Linked DNA regions of Mus musculus: regions 1 and 2 are each linked to region 3. Evidence: chromatin contacts called from public ChIA-PET and HiChIP or PLAC-seq data. All regions are on one chromosome and are shown on one strand. The core of a region is the stretch at or near the end of the contact, and the rest is flanking DNA. Distances in the headings are between cores, read along the strand shown.

What was found. ChIA-PET counts read pairs in DNA pulled down with a chosen protein or histone mark. HiChIP or PLAC-seq counts read pairs in DNA pulled down with a chosen protein or histone mark.
Region 1: an H3K27ac HiChIP or PLAC-seq map of embryonic stem cells shows a contact between it and region 3, with 8 read pairs. The contact joins the enhancer-like site here to the promoter of Zfp652os in region 3. A contact is called at or near these places in 3 of 39 promoter capture datasets (HPC-7-derived erythroid cells, epiblast stem cells and neutrophils), 1 of 15 datasets of contacts at CTCF or cohesin (the NIH/3T3 cell line), 1 of 484 Hi-C or Micro-C datasets (embryonic fibroblasts), 7 of 115 datasets of contacts at active chromatin or transcription factors (the HPC-7 cell line, the SCID.adh cell line, bone marrow-derived macrophages and 2 more) and 3 of 9 other capture datasets (adipose tissue, liver and pancreatic islet).
Region 2: an RNA polymerase II ChIA-PET map of effector CD8 T cells shows a contact between it and region 3, with 1,074 read pairs. The contact joins the promoter of Zfp652 here to the promoter of Zfp652os in region 3. A contact is called at or near these places in 4 of 39 promoter capture datasets (the C10 cell line, the SN4741 cell line, liver and 1 more), 3 of 15 datasets of contacts at CTCF or cohesin (CD8 T cells, the G1E-ER4 cell line and the NIH/3T3 cell line), 29 of 484 Hi-C or Micro-C datasets (CD4 T cells, CD8 T cells, CD8 central memory T cells and 19 more), 16 of 115 datasets of contacts at active chromatin or transcription factors (the 230-238 cell line, CD8 T cells, DN3 thymocytes and 8 more) and 4 of 9 other capture datasets (adipose tissue, bone marrow-derived macrophages, liver and 1 more).

The regions. Positions count from the first base shown.
Region 1 is chr11:95,769,622-95,773,241 of GRCm38.p6, reverse strand. No RefSeq gene overlaps it. Among named protein-coding and RNA genes, the nearest start is that of Gm38957, 5.4 kb to the left of the region's middle. Within about 2 kb of position 2,126, at least 39 of the 459 cell types and tissues checked have an H3K27ac peak or open chromatin away from gene starts, as enhancers often do. A contact at or near this core is called in the SCID.adh cell line, embryonic stem cells and epiblast stem cells, where this site is marked.
Region 2 is chr11:95,747,711-95,751,881 of GRCm38.p6, reverse strand. Zfp652 (zinc finger protein 652) reads right to left here and starts at 2,815. Exons shown (of 5, transcript NM_201609.2): 1 at 1,735-2,815. The coding sequence starts at 2,631.
Region 3 is chr11:95,710,292-95,714,218 of GRCm38.p6, reverse strand. It overlaps Zfp652os (zinc finger protein 652, opposite strand), which reads left to right and starts at 1,465. Exons shown (of 2, transcript NR_045780.1): 1 at 1,465-1,591.

The sequences.
Region 1 (3,620 bases), core at 877-3,376, 58 kb before region 3:
TCAGATCCTGTTGCTTCGGCCTCTCACGTGGCTGAATTATATACAGGCCATGGCTCCAGGCTTAGCTGACAGAGATCAGCAAGTCAGCTTTCCTCCACTGGAGAGCATGTTTTGTGAGAGTGAGGGCTCCCAGTATTGCCCACCTCTCACTCTCTAGGCACTCACCAGACACACTGATATGACTGGCTGGGGGACTGAACCCCACGGGGGTGAGGAGAAAAGCTGCCTCCCACTGACTATACTGGATAAGCTGTTTGCACTTGGGGTTAACTCTTCTAGCTGGGTCACACCCAATCCTGATCCTTCCCCCAAACACCCCTCTTGGAAAGTCTGCGCTCACTGCTCAGTTGGCCAGAGCAGTGTTGCTGCCTGCAGCTCAGGGGCACCAAGGCAGCAGCACTATAGAGATGAGATCGGGGCAGACTTGGAAGTACATCGTACAGGCTCACACGGACCTGGTGGTGCAGCCTGTGACCCAGGCTTGTCAGGAAGCTTGAGACAGGAGGACAGCATGTTAAAGGCCTCCCTGAGTTCCTGAGTGAGTTTAGGACTAGCCCGGGCGACTCAGTAAGGGCCTATCTCAAAACACAAATTAAGAGGAGGACACAGGATGTAGCTCAGTGGTACAGTTTACCTACTGTGTACAAGCTTGAGACTCAGTCACTATAACTAACTGGACAGGCAGGTGGGGGACAGGAAGAATGTTATTCTTAAGGGACCAGGCTGGATTTGGGGCTTAGGGTAGGCACACTACCAACAGCATTGGAGATACGAACCAATAATACAGACGTGGGTCACATGATTACATAAAATGAACAATCATTGACCAAGGGGCCCTCAAAATGTCATCTGAGCTTGGAGAAGAAATGAAGAGAAGACACGTGGGAATATGGCTACTTTTCTTTTTTTACTTTGAACATTAGCATGAAGTTGGTTACCGTACACATCCAAAGGCCCAGCATGTTGGGGGGAAAAAATCATTAAATGGCACACCTTGTACCAGAGTCTCAATAAGAATAAAATATACAATGCTACATTGAGTGGTTAAAAATACACAAAAAAGTAGTTTTAACAATCTATAAATTTTTATACTTAAAATCATGATTGAGTTGAAATTAAAAAAAAGTGCATTTCCATTGCTAAAAAAATAATATTGGTAGAGTTAACACAGGGAAGCATATCATCACGCCGGGGGTCTGACAGGATGCTAGGGAAAAGATGGCTAAGGGAAGCCAGGCATCTGGACCAGTTCAGAGCCCACCTGGCTCCACCCACCATGCGGCCAGCTCCCTGGGCCAAGCCCTCCTCTCCCTCCTTCCCATCCTAGTAAGACTCTGTCCTGCCCACCACTCACCCCCACCCACAACTGAAGGCCCAATGACCTTCTTTACAGCACCCCTCACCGTCCCAGCTTGACCTTCAACGCCCTCTACAGAGGTAAGGATTCCAGATTAGACGTAGTCTTAAACCTTCTTGACCTTGCAGGCAGGACTGGAACCAAGCAGTTCCTGCCTTCTTACACTCCTCCGGACGAACATTCAACAGCAAGCTTTGTAAACCTAAGGCTAAGGATTCCTGGCAAGAACACTGGACTTCCTTTAAGAAATGAGAAAGTGCAAGTGACCTCAGGACTGTGGGGACACCCGGACACCTGCTATCTACCCTGGTCACTGCTTCCCTTCCACTTCTGCCTGGGCTGGAATTACAAGGACCCCCCGACTGGCACTGCACAGACTCTTGCTGGGGGAAAGGACCAGGAGAAAATCAGCAGGAGGCCCTTCCACAGGAAAATGCTTCCTGACCCTGCAAGGTAAACAGCCTCAGGCCTGTGCTTTCCTGAGTGGATAGCCAACTGTTCCTCTGGAGACACTGCAAAGGACGCATTCAATATTCCCCGAGAGCTGAAGAGGGCCAGGAGCCCAAAGACAAGGAACCTGTGCAGAGAGAGGGCCAGGCCTGCTCTGGGAGACCTTCCTACCCACCTGGAGCAGAAAAAGTGAGAGAGCGTGTGCTTACACATGAGAGGTCCCCACTGCTGTCACAGATGTGATAGGGCAGACTGGGCTGCAATGGGAGGGTGGAAACAGGGAGGAGGGTCACCTTTAGTTCTGCGTTTAGTAAACAATGGAGCCTTTATGATAAGGGCTAGCTTTCGGTTTCATGGAACCAATATTAACAAAGGCTTGCTGGTTATGATGCCTGACGAGCCACATGGACCTCAGACACAGGACCCCATCTCTGCTCACATCACCAGGCCTGAGTAACTGCTCAACTTAGTGATCGTGAAAATGTTTTAGTCAAATCCAATCAGTGAGCCAAGAGGTAGCCCAGAAGAGACTTAAAAGCTAAGAAGAAAGTACTTTATCGCCCCGTATGGCCAAAACAAGTACTGCAGAGGAAACAAAAACCCAAAACAACCCTCACCCCTACTCCCAACCCCTCATATTCTGGAAGATAATTCACCTGGTTTTTTGAGGCCACATATCTAGCAATACAATTTGAGAAGTAAACACAGACATTACACTACACCATTTATTTCTTTCCAACTTAACTCAAGTGAGTGATCATGTGTATTTTCCAATGCAGCCAGAGTCACAGAGCCTACTCGGGGTGTGATGGAGACCCTGTTTCTGGCTCCCTGGCTCCCTACATGGTAAGGCAGATGGAGAGGCTGTGCTCGTTCACGGGAGCCAGAGACACAGAAACAAGCCACTGCTCTCTTTTCAGACCCATACAGGCAGGCTCTTGACTCGACTGAAACCATCCGATTTCCTTTTGACATTAAACAAAGCCCCAGCTTCCCTCCCTTTTTGAGCATCTCCATCACCTATAAAATCATTTTCGAGTAATCTGCCATATCCCCAATCTCACCAGAGAAGCTCAAATAGGATGAAGGTAAGCTGGGGTTAGTGATGGGGAAACCTCTGAGGGGCAACAACTCTCTTTGATACTTGACCAAAAGTATCCTAATCCAGACACAATAACGCAGCCATCCTTCTCGAAGGGTATGGGTCTTCCCAGTGACAGGTGACTATGGCTCTTCGCTATCCAAACGCCCGGGACACTGGAGAAAAAGGAACCGATTCAAAGCACCCAGTTCCCAAGACTGACCGCAGCGGCAAACATGGAGGGTCCTTTAGACACTTGGGAATGATTTCTGCACCACAGACTCTACCTCTTCCAGTGTGCATGCCGCTCTCAATCCAAACAGCCAGTGGGGCATTCCAATGTCTTGACTTCTGTATTTTCAACCCAATTCTCACAATTTGGTATTGTCCCACCCACTGGCATCCTGTCTGTTCACAGACAAAAAAAAGGATGAAAAATTTATCAACAGCCGCCTTTCAAGTCTCCCACGGTGTGCGACCATCAATCAGTCTTGGGTGCCTGGGTACTAATAACTGGAAGGAAAGATGCAAGAGACTGTAAGTCAGAAAGCAAAGCTTTTGACTCAGGTCAGGATACTCTAATTAGTGTTCATTTGCCTAAAAAAAAAAAAAAAAAAAAATCCTGTTTCCTCACCGAAAGAGCTCATCTGTTTTTGCTTTAGGAGGGAACTATCAACCCATTACACAGCACAAACTTTAATTTGGGACACGAGAGACCAGCCAGTTGCTAAA
Region 2 (4,171 bases), core at 1,566-4,065, 36 kb before region 3:
CAGAGGTCAAGAACCAAGAGCTCAGAGACAAGCCCCTGGATGGACACTGCTCTGGAAAAGGTCAGATGGCCCCTGTAAGCCACCATTTCTGCAACGATTAGTTTTCTCTTCTCATGAGATTGTCAGGGTTGTCAGGAGCTGCATGAAGACACACAGCACAAGATTCTTTAGGAATGGAAAGGGCTTGGGTTTTTTTAAAAAGTATTTCTTTATATAGTTGAGTGTTTTGTCTGCTGTATGTATATATACTGCATATGTGGCTGGTGCCCAAGGAGGACAGAAGAGGATGTTAGATCCCTGGAACGGGGGGATGAGCTGCCATGAGAGCCTTGGGCACCAAACTCAGGTTCTCTGAAGAGTGCCCAGTGCTGAGCCATCTCTTCAGCCTAGGAGTCTGCACGGCTTTCAGTCAGCAGAACCCACACAACACAAGCACAAGGGTGAACATGCTATGATAGGAGAAGCACAGAAGCTTACAAACAAGACCTGGTGTTTTTGGTTACTCAATCAAATTCAAGCTAAAAAAAAAAAAAAAAAAAAAAAAGAATAAGAAGAAAGGAAGAAGAGGGGGAGGACGGAGGGAGGGAGGGAACCCACAAAATAAGCAGATCATAGAGACAGAAATGAGGAATGCCTTTTCAGTAAAGAGCCACTATGAAATCCAAGTTTGACCTCTAGGGGGCAGCACTGAACCATGCTCCATTGGACTGACCCTGCAACCAACTTCTGCCCAGGCACCTGCTGGAGAACATGGCCAGAGTCTCTTTTATTTACCCAGCATACCTCTATCATGTCATGATTTACAAGCTAAATCAGTGGCTTATAAAAAAAACCAAAAATCTCTTTAAAGAAAGGCATTCAGTTATTGATTAAAAACAATTGTCTAAAAGAGAAAATTAAACTTCCCACACCAAAAGTAAAACAATTTATCTTTTAAAGTTAGCTTCAATATGGTAATTATTATATACATCTTATGGACACATAACAGACTTACCATGTATGAATATCCATTAATACACAAACATATACATACACCAATATAGCTGCAATAAATTCAACACCTCTTAACCTGTCACAGTACAATCTTTCCAAGACACCAGAGTGGTTTGAATAGCACGCTTTGTTACATCAGCAGCACTGTACAGCAACATTATTATGTAACCCTACTGCCAGGTAAGCAACATTTTCAAACAGCTCAGCCTCTGTTTAAGGTTTGCATATTCCCACGGGCTTGCCTCTTGACACATTTAGTGTTGCCATCTCTCCACGGGTGTAAGGAGATCTTCCATTTCCACAGGTCTGAGTCATGGTCTCTGTCCCCATCAGCTGCACTAGACTCTGACATCCTTCTAATTGGAAAGGACCTTTCTCTACTCCTGGCCCTCACTCGGCAAACCTCCCACCGTGACAGAAGATGCCAGAATGAATTATCTCACAGGTCCCACAACAGAGACTCTCAGTGCAAAGTCGGCGCTGACTTTACATCCCAGTCAGTCATCTATAACCAATCCCCCTTCCAGTGCACCTGGTTCTCACTAATCCATCGTCAGTTAAGTGTAATGCTTTTGAAAGACAGGATTAAGCCTTGGTTTTGAAAAGACCCAAGCAGCAGAGTCTAAAGTGATAATTGGTGAAATCTGTCCCTTCAGCCTCTATCCTCTTGGGCAGACACCAGATGACTCTGAACAGCCAGGTCCTAGCCTGGAAACTTTGCCCTCCGCTGGTGAGACCTACCTGAATGTTTTTTTCACAGTCTGTTTGCTGGTGAAGGGACAGCTCACTTTCCAGGACAAACTTCTTGCCACATTTATCACAGATCTGCATGCGCCTGTGAGTAACGTTCATGTGCTTCTCCAGGTACCAGCGAGTATTAAACACCCTGGGGCACTTCTCACAGGTCAGAGTCTCTTTCTCTTCACACTTAGCTTTCTGAACTGGCGCTTTAGCCTCCTTGGTGGCCCGCTTCTTCCTCTTGGGTAGCTCTGCACTTTTCCTACGGCCTCGAGTTGTGCGGGGTGCAGGGGAAGTGGTAGCTGCGGCAGCAGAGGCCGCTCTCCGGGTTCGCCTCTGTGTAACCCTGACTCTCTCCACTTGCTTCTCCTTTTTCTTCTGCCGTCCGTTCTCTCCGTAGTCACTGCTGTTATCTGTGGCCTCCTCCTCAGTCTCTTCCTCGTCTTCCTCACTGCTTGTCTTAAGGACAGGCGTCTCTTTGGACTGGGAAGAGACACCCTTTTCCCCTTTAGAGACATTTAATGTTTGGTTATTAAGGTTTACCTCCACTATGATCTGCTCCCTTTTGTAAGAGACTTCCTCCTCCTCTTCCGTGTCATCAGAATTCTCCCGGTCTTCCTTGACAGTATGCACATCAGACACTGCCCTTGGCTCCCTGAAATATGGCTGCTCCTCCGTCTCGTGGAGATGTGGTTTGCTCATCTTGGTGTCTGCTAGCACAGAGTAAGGGCTTCCAGACTCCCTTTTATACACTTTGGTGGACAGGTCGAGCTCCTGGCTGGCACCATGGTAGAAGGTGGGTGGCGCCTGACTTCGATGGCTCTCTTCCTGGGCCATTCCTTCTGCATGCACTGCACAGGGTTCAACCAGCTCCGGACAAGGACTGGCTGTGTAGCTCATTAGGAAGTGGCCCAGTTCAGACGACACAGAACACCTTGAAAACAGGGCAATTAAGACTCAAATCTTTCTCCCTCCACGGAGAACTAACTACTCAAGAAGTGAGAATAAGAAACTCCTGCAGCCTGCATGCAGTTCTTCCTGTGTCACAGCACCACCGCCACCTTAAGTCAAAAAGGGCTGTTCTTACGGCAGGCGCAGAGCACTCCTCGTCTTCTTTCGAAGAGAACTGCAGGGGACTTGGAGCATCTTGTCTATAAAGAGAAAAAAAAATGAGGGAAAAAATTATATCACCATATTCTTCTTAGGCCATGGAATTCCTCACAACACACAAAATTTAAAATCATTACATTCCATACACTTTGATTCATTATTCTCCTCAAATGGTTTGAAATGGATATTATTTTACAGGCTTGTATGAGTCCCCAATTTCAGTTAGAATGTAAATTCTATCATACCAAGAGCCATATCTGTCAAATTCACCAAACTATCTTTAAAGCAGACAGCATGTGTTTGATGAAGAAATACCTACTACCACATGATGTCTGCCACACTGGATGCTGCAGGGTCTGCTGGTATCAGTCTCATGATACAAAAGGCCATGAAACACTCAAGGGAGTCATACTGGCAGTTTCCTTCAGCATCAGCCACCACATCTACCAGAGTGAGAACCCACACACAAGGGCAGCCACATGGGCACTGCAGGCCACAGAACTAGAGCAGCTAACTGGCACAACCACACAAGGAAACCGACCTGGCCTTTAATAATTATAAATGAACCGTCACCATAACTTGCCTCAGCTATGGGAGCACCGCTGAGGCGGTTGACACTTGGTGCACAGCCATGCTACAACTGGGTGACTTTTCATGTGTCAGTTGCAGAGAAGTCAAAATTCTGAGAATCAGTCACCACCAGGTCGGCACGGTTCTAAGAAAACTAAAACCATCCATGAAAAAACAATGACGGGCATACAATCTGCTTGCAGCATGCTTATACTGCTATTTTGCCAGCTACCCTGCAGCTGAGTCATACAAATGACAATGGAGGACCTGTATAGTCGAGTTGACAAAAGGAAGGAAAACAGTATTTACTGAATGTCTGTCATGTGATGGGCACCAGAGACATTTTTATTATTCAGCATCTACTTAGTACCTACTGCAAAACTTTGGGGCTAATTTTTAATTAATTAAAATAAGCAAAGCTTAACTTTCCCCCTTCTTCCTCCTGAGATGAGGGTCTCACTATGTAGCCGGGCTGTCCTGGAACTTGTTGTACAGACGAGGCCACCTGGTCTCACAGAGTTCTGCCTACCTCTGCCCCCCGAGGCCTGGGATGAATGATATGGCTTTTTCTTAATATATTGGTTCTACTCGGCTGAAGTGAGTGAAATCTTGCTACGAAATAACCTTAGTAAGAAACTGTTCAGTACACTTGACGCTGAACTGCTATGTAACTTTAACAGGTAACAGGAGTCACTCAGACCCTGCTGAGCTGCTCTACATAAAGCGAATACACTGTTAGGGAAGAGAACATGTAACCAAC
Region 3 (3,927 bases), core at 216-2,715:
ACCATGAAGGTGCTTAAACATGGGTAAGATCCAGGAGGGGAACCAAAGACTGATTGACATCCTGTAGCTTGGTTGTGAAAAAAACATCTTCCTCCAAAGGCACATTCCTTTGATTGGCACAAGCCACTTCTGACAATGGATCCGCAATGACAGGGGCCGTTCCGCAATCAGGAAGTGTGCGAGTGTGCGTGTGCATATATGTGTGTGTGTGTGTGTGTGTGTGTGTGTGTGTGCTCGCGCGTGTTCCTGATGTTGTTGTTGGGGGAGGGATGAGCTAGATGTAATCAAAGACCGGCCCGCTTCAAAGAGGAGCATACAGGATCTTAAATCCTAAAGACTGACTTCGAGGCAAAGCAGAGACATCTATCATTTCTACAATAGTCATCCCTCGACAACGAACATGTTTCATAGAGATGTAACAGGGGTATCCCTCTCTTTGGTGTCTCCGACCTGGGACTCTTTAGTAAAGCCTGATTGGAGGGGTGGACGAAGTGAGGGTGGAGAAAGGTCTGCATCGCCCACTGGGCTGAGTGTGGTGCTGCGGGTGGCGAGTGTACATCACATGCGTGTTATCTCCTGGTGCCACAATACTCTCGAGGGCTGGAGGTTTGGGCGCAACCGCACGGCGGGGGAGGTAGTGGGTGCAAGCCACCAGCTGCAGGGCAAGAGAATGCTCTCCTCAGCCTACTAACCCGTGCACCCCGGCCACCCCGTCAGGCCTCGAGGCGAACCCACTCGCTGCAAAACTGCAGCTAAGCTGGGGAGAGGGGGCGGGGGTACGGAGCCGGCACCCCGGGCCAAGCTGAGAGCGGCAGACGCGCAGCGCCCGGGGCCTGCCCGCCGGATGGGGGCTGCTCCGGCCTAGCGCACGCAGCTGCCTCGGCGCAGGCTCCTCCGGCTCCGCCAGCCCGGCCGGGCGCAGAGGAAACGCGGCTGCCAGGGCGCCGCCGCGGCGGGAGGCGAGAGCGCGGGGAAGGGGCTCCTACTCACCCGGGCCGCCGCCGCCGCCGCCACCGCCACCACCGCCGCTTCGGCGGCCCATCCCCGCGGCGGGGGCCTGTCGCCGCGCCGCGCCGCGTCGCTCCAGTCCCCACCGCCCGCCGTGCCGGCCCCTCCCCCTGCCCAACGTCTGCGCTCTGGGCCGATCCTCAGACCCGGCCTCGGCCGCCGCCGCCGCCGCCGCCGCAGCGCTACGTGGCCGCCGCTCCGACGTCTCGCGACTCCCTTCCGAGCGCGCGAGGCCGAGCGGGGCCGCGGAGCGGGCGGCGCGCGGGGCGGGCGGCGGGGGAGGGGGTGTGCTGTAGGGATGTCGTGCGCGAAGGGGGCAGGGAGGCCGGCGGGAGCGCGCGCGCGCGCACGCCCCTGCACGCGCCCCCCCCTCCCCCCCGCGCGGTCGGGATCCCGACACCTCCCCCCCCTACACACCCCATCCCCGGCTATGGGGGTCGGCGCGCATGCGCGGCCCTCGGCTCGGCCTGGGCGCACCTTTTCTCCCTCCTGCCACAATGTGAGCGCTCAGCCGAGCAGATAACCGCCGGCTGCCTGCTCCACCCCCGGCCCTTGCCCACTCCGCCCACTCCCGAGCGCCCAGGTAAAGTCGTGGGCTGCGCATGCGCGACGCTTAAGGGGGTGGGGGCGTGGTTTTCAAAAGGAAGCCTGAAGGCAGAAGACGAAGTATCTGTGGGCAGGGGGTTTGAGATCCTAAGAAATAAGAAAACGTAAAAGTGCAAAGGGGGGAGAAAGTGGAAAAGTGGGTCAGAGTGAGATTTGGAAGTAGATATCTTTGACTTATGGAATACGGTTCAAAAAGAAAAAAACCCTAATTGCTGGCCACCTTGTTAGTAGAGAGCAGTCAGTGAGTGACAGAAATAGAAGGGGCGACACTTGTAAGAAGTAGCCATCCACCAGACAAATGGGATAGTTGATTACAACTAGGGGGATTTAGAGACCGCCAGTATGGTAAGCAAACAGGATGGACTGCTGGGCTCATCCTGTGGCCAGAAATAGGGAAGTGTGTGCGTGCGTGCGTGTGTCTGTGTGGTCTGTGTGTGTGCGCGCGTGCGCTAGAGTCCCAGAACTGTTGCAAGAAAGGAAGGCTCCATTGGAAGAAGCATGACCACATTATGACTAATTAGCTATTAATCATTAATATAATTAATGGTACTATTAGCTAACAAGGTAGCATTTATCCAAGCTCAGAGCCAAAAGAGAGTGTCTGTAATTGAAAGTGCTTAGTGTACAGGGAGAGGAAATGACTTGGCAAGTGAAGTCTCCATGAAAAAGACCCAAGATGACATCCCTAAGATCAGGATAACCCTTCCCCACCAGAAACCAAACTTCTGAAGGTCTCTACAGCTTGAATGGAGCTCCTAACATTGTTGGTTTTTATTGTTGGGCTCTACTACATTTTTTCTTTCTTTCTTTCTTTCTTTCTTTCTTTCTTTTACATTGTGTGTATGAATGTTTTACCTGGATGTGTGCATGTGCACCTGTGACATTTGATGGATTCCCCTGGAACTGGGGTTATGAGTGGCTTGTAGGACGGGGGGGGGGGGGGCGGCTAGGAATTGAACCCAGGTCCGCTGTAAGAGTAAGAAGAGCTTTTAACTTCTGAGCCATCTCTCCAGCCCTCTTCTTCTAACATTAAGAACATAGGATATTAATGTTCTTCCACAAAAGCTGACCCCCACATCATAGAAACAATTTCCATATAGATGCAGCTAACTTTTTCTCCCAGAACAGCCGGCCATAACCCACTCACCCAAACCTTCGAGGGAATAAAATGACCTGAGTCTGGGACAAAGTTAGGAGCTTGAAGCTTTATAAAGAGCTGACTCTGTCTTTGGCCCCTTCCAAAAACAGGTGTTTGGGTTTTATTGTACTTAGACTCCAGAAGCCAGGAACCAGAGTTGTGGAACTTAGGGCCATGTTTTTCAATAGCGAGCACTTTCAGTAAAGACTAAAATCTATATCACATTGCAACAGGTAGAGAGATCTTCAAGCAGAAGAAGAGAAAATAAGCATGTATAATAATCAAATTCAATGTGAGAATGAGCTTGGGTCTGATGGACTCAGAATGTCTTATTGGACATCTGATCTATTCCTCCACCCCATGCTTGGACAGGTCATACAGGGTGATGGCCAAATCTTGAGGTGACCTTTCAAGTGTTCTAATGCTCCATCCATAGGCCAACACACCTGATGGCCTCTAGTAATCACAGTCTTCTATTAATTCAGCTTTCCATTTCAACAGTGCTTGGTGGGCTTTTTTTTTTTTTTTAATTATTGCCAGGCAGTGGTGGCGCACGCCTTTAATCCTAGCACTTGGGAGGCAGAGGCAGGTAGATTTCTGAGTTCGAGGCCAGCCTGGTCTACAGAGTGAGTTCCAGGGCTATACAGAGAAACCCTGTCTCGAAAAACATATATATATAACCTTTTTATTATTATGTATGTTTATGCATGTATGCATGTGTGTAGTCGGCCACTCCATGTGTGTAGAGGTCGAAGGACAACTTGTGAGAGTCAGTTCTCTCTTTCCACCACGTGGTTCTGTGCACTGACATCAGTCATCAGGCTTAGGGACAAGCAGTTTTATCCAATGAGCCATTCTGCCTGCCTCGCTGCACATCCGTTATCTCATCAGCTCTTCCAATGACTACAAGGGCAGGCAGAACAGGTATTATCCCCAGTGAAGGACATTTAAGCCAGGGAATGTTTTGATGGCTTAGCCAAAGTTATACAAATCAGTAGCCCACAGAGCCAAACCAAGACCCAAGTTCCCTAGTTCCCACTGTGCTAGTCTGGGGATGGGGGGTAGGGGGGAAGGCAGTTGATAACCCTACTCTAAAAAACTGTCACATAGTCTTAATATATATTATAAGCATTAGTGTTTTGCATACGTGCATGTCTGTGTGGGGGTGCCAGATA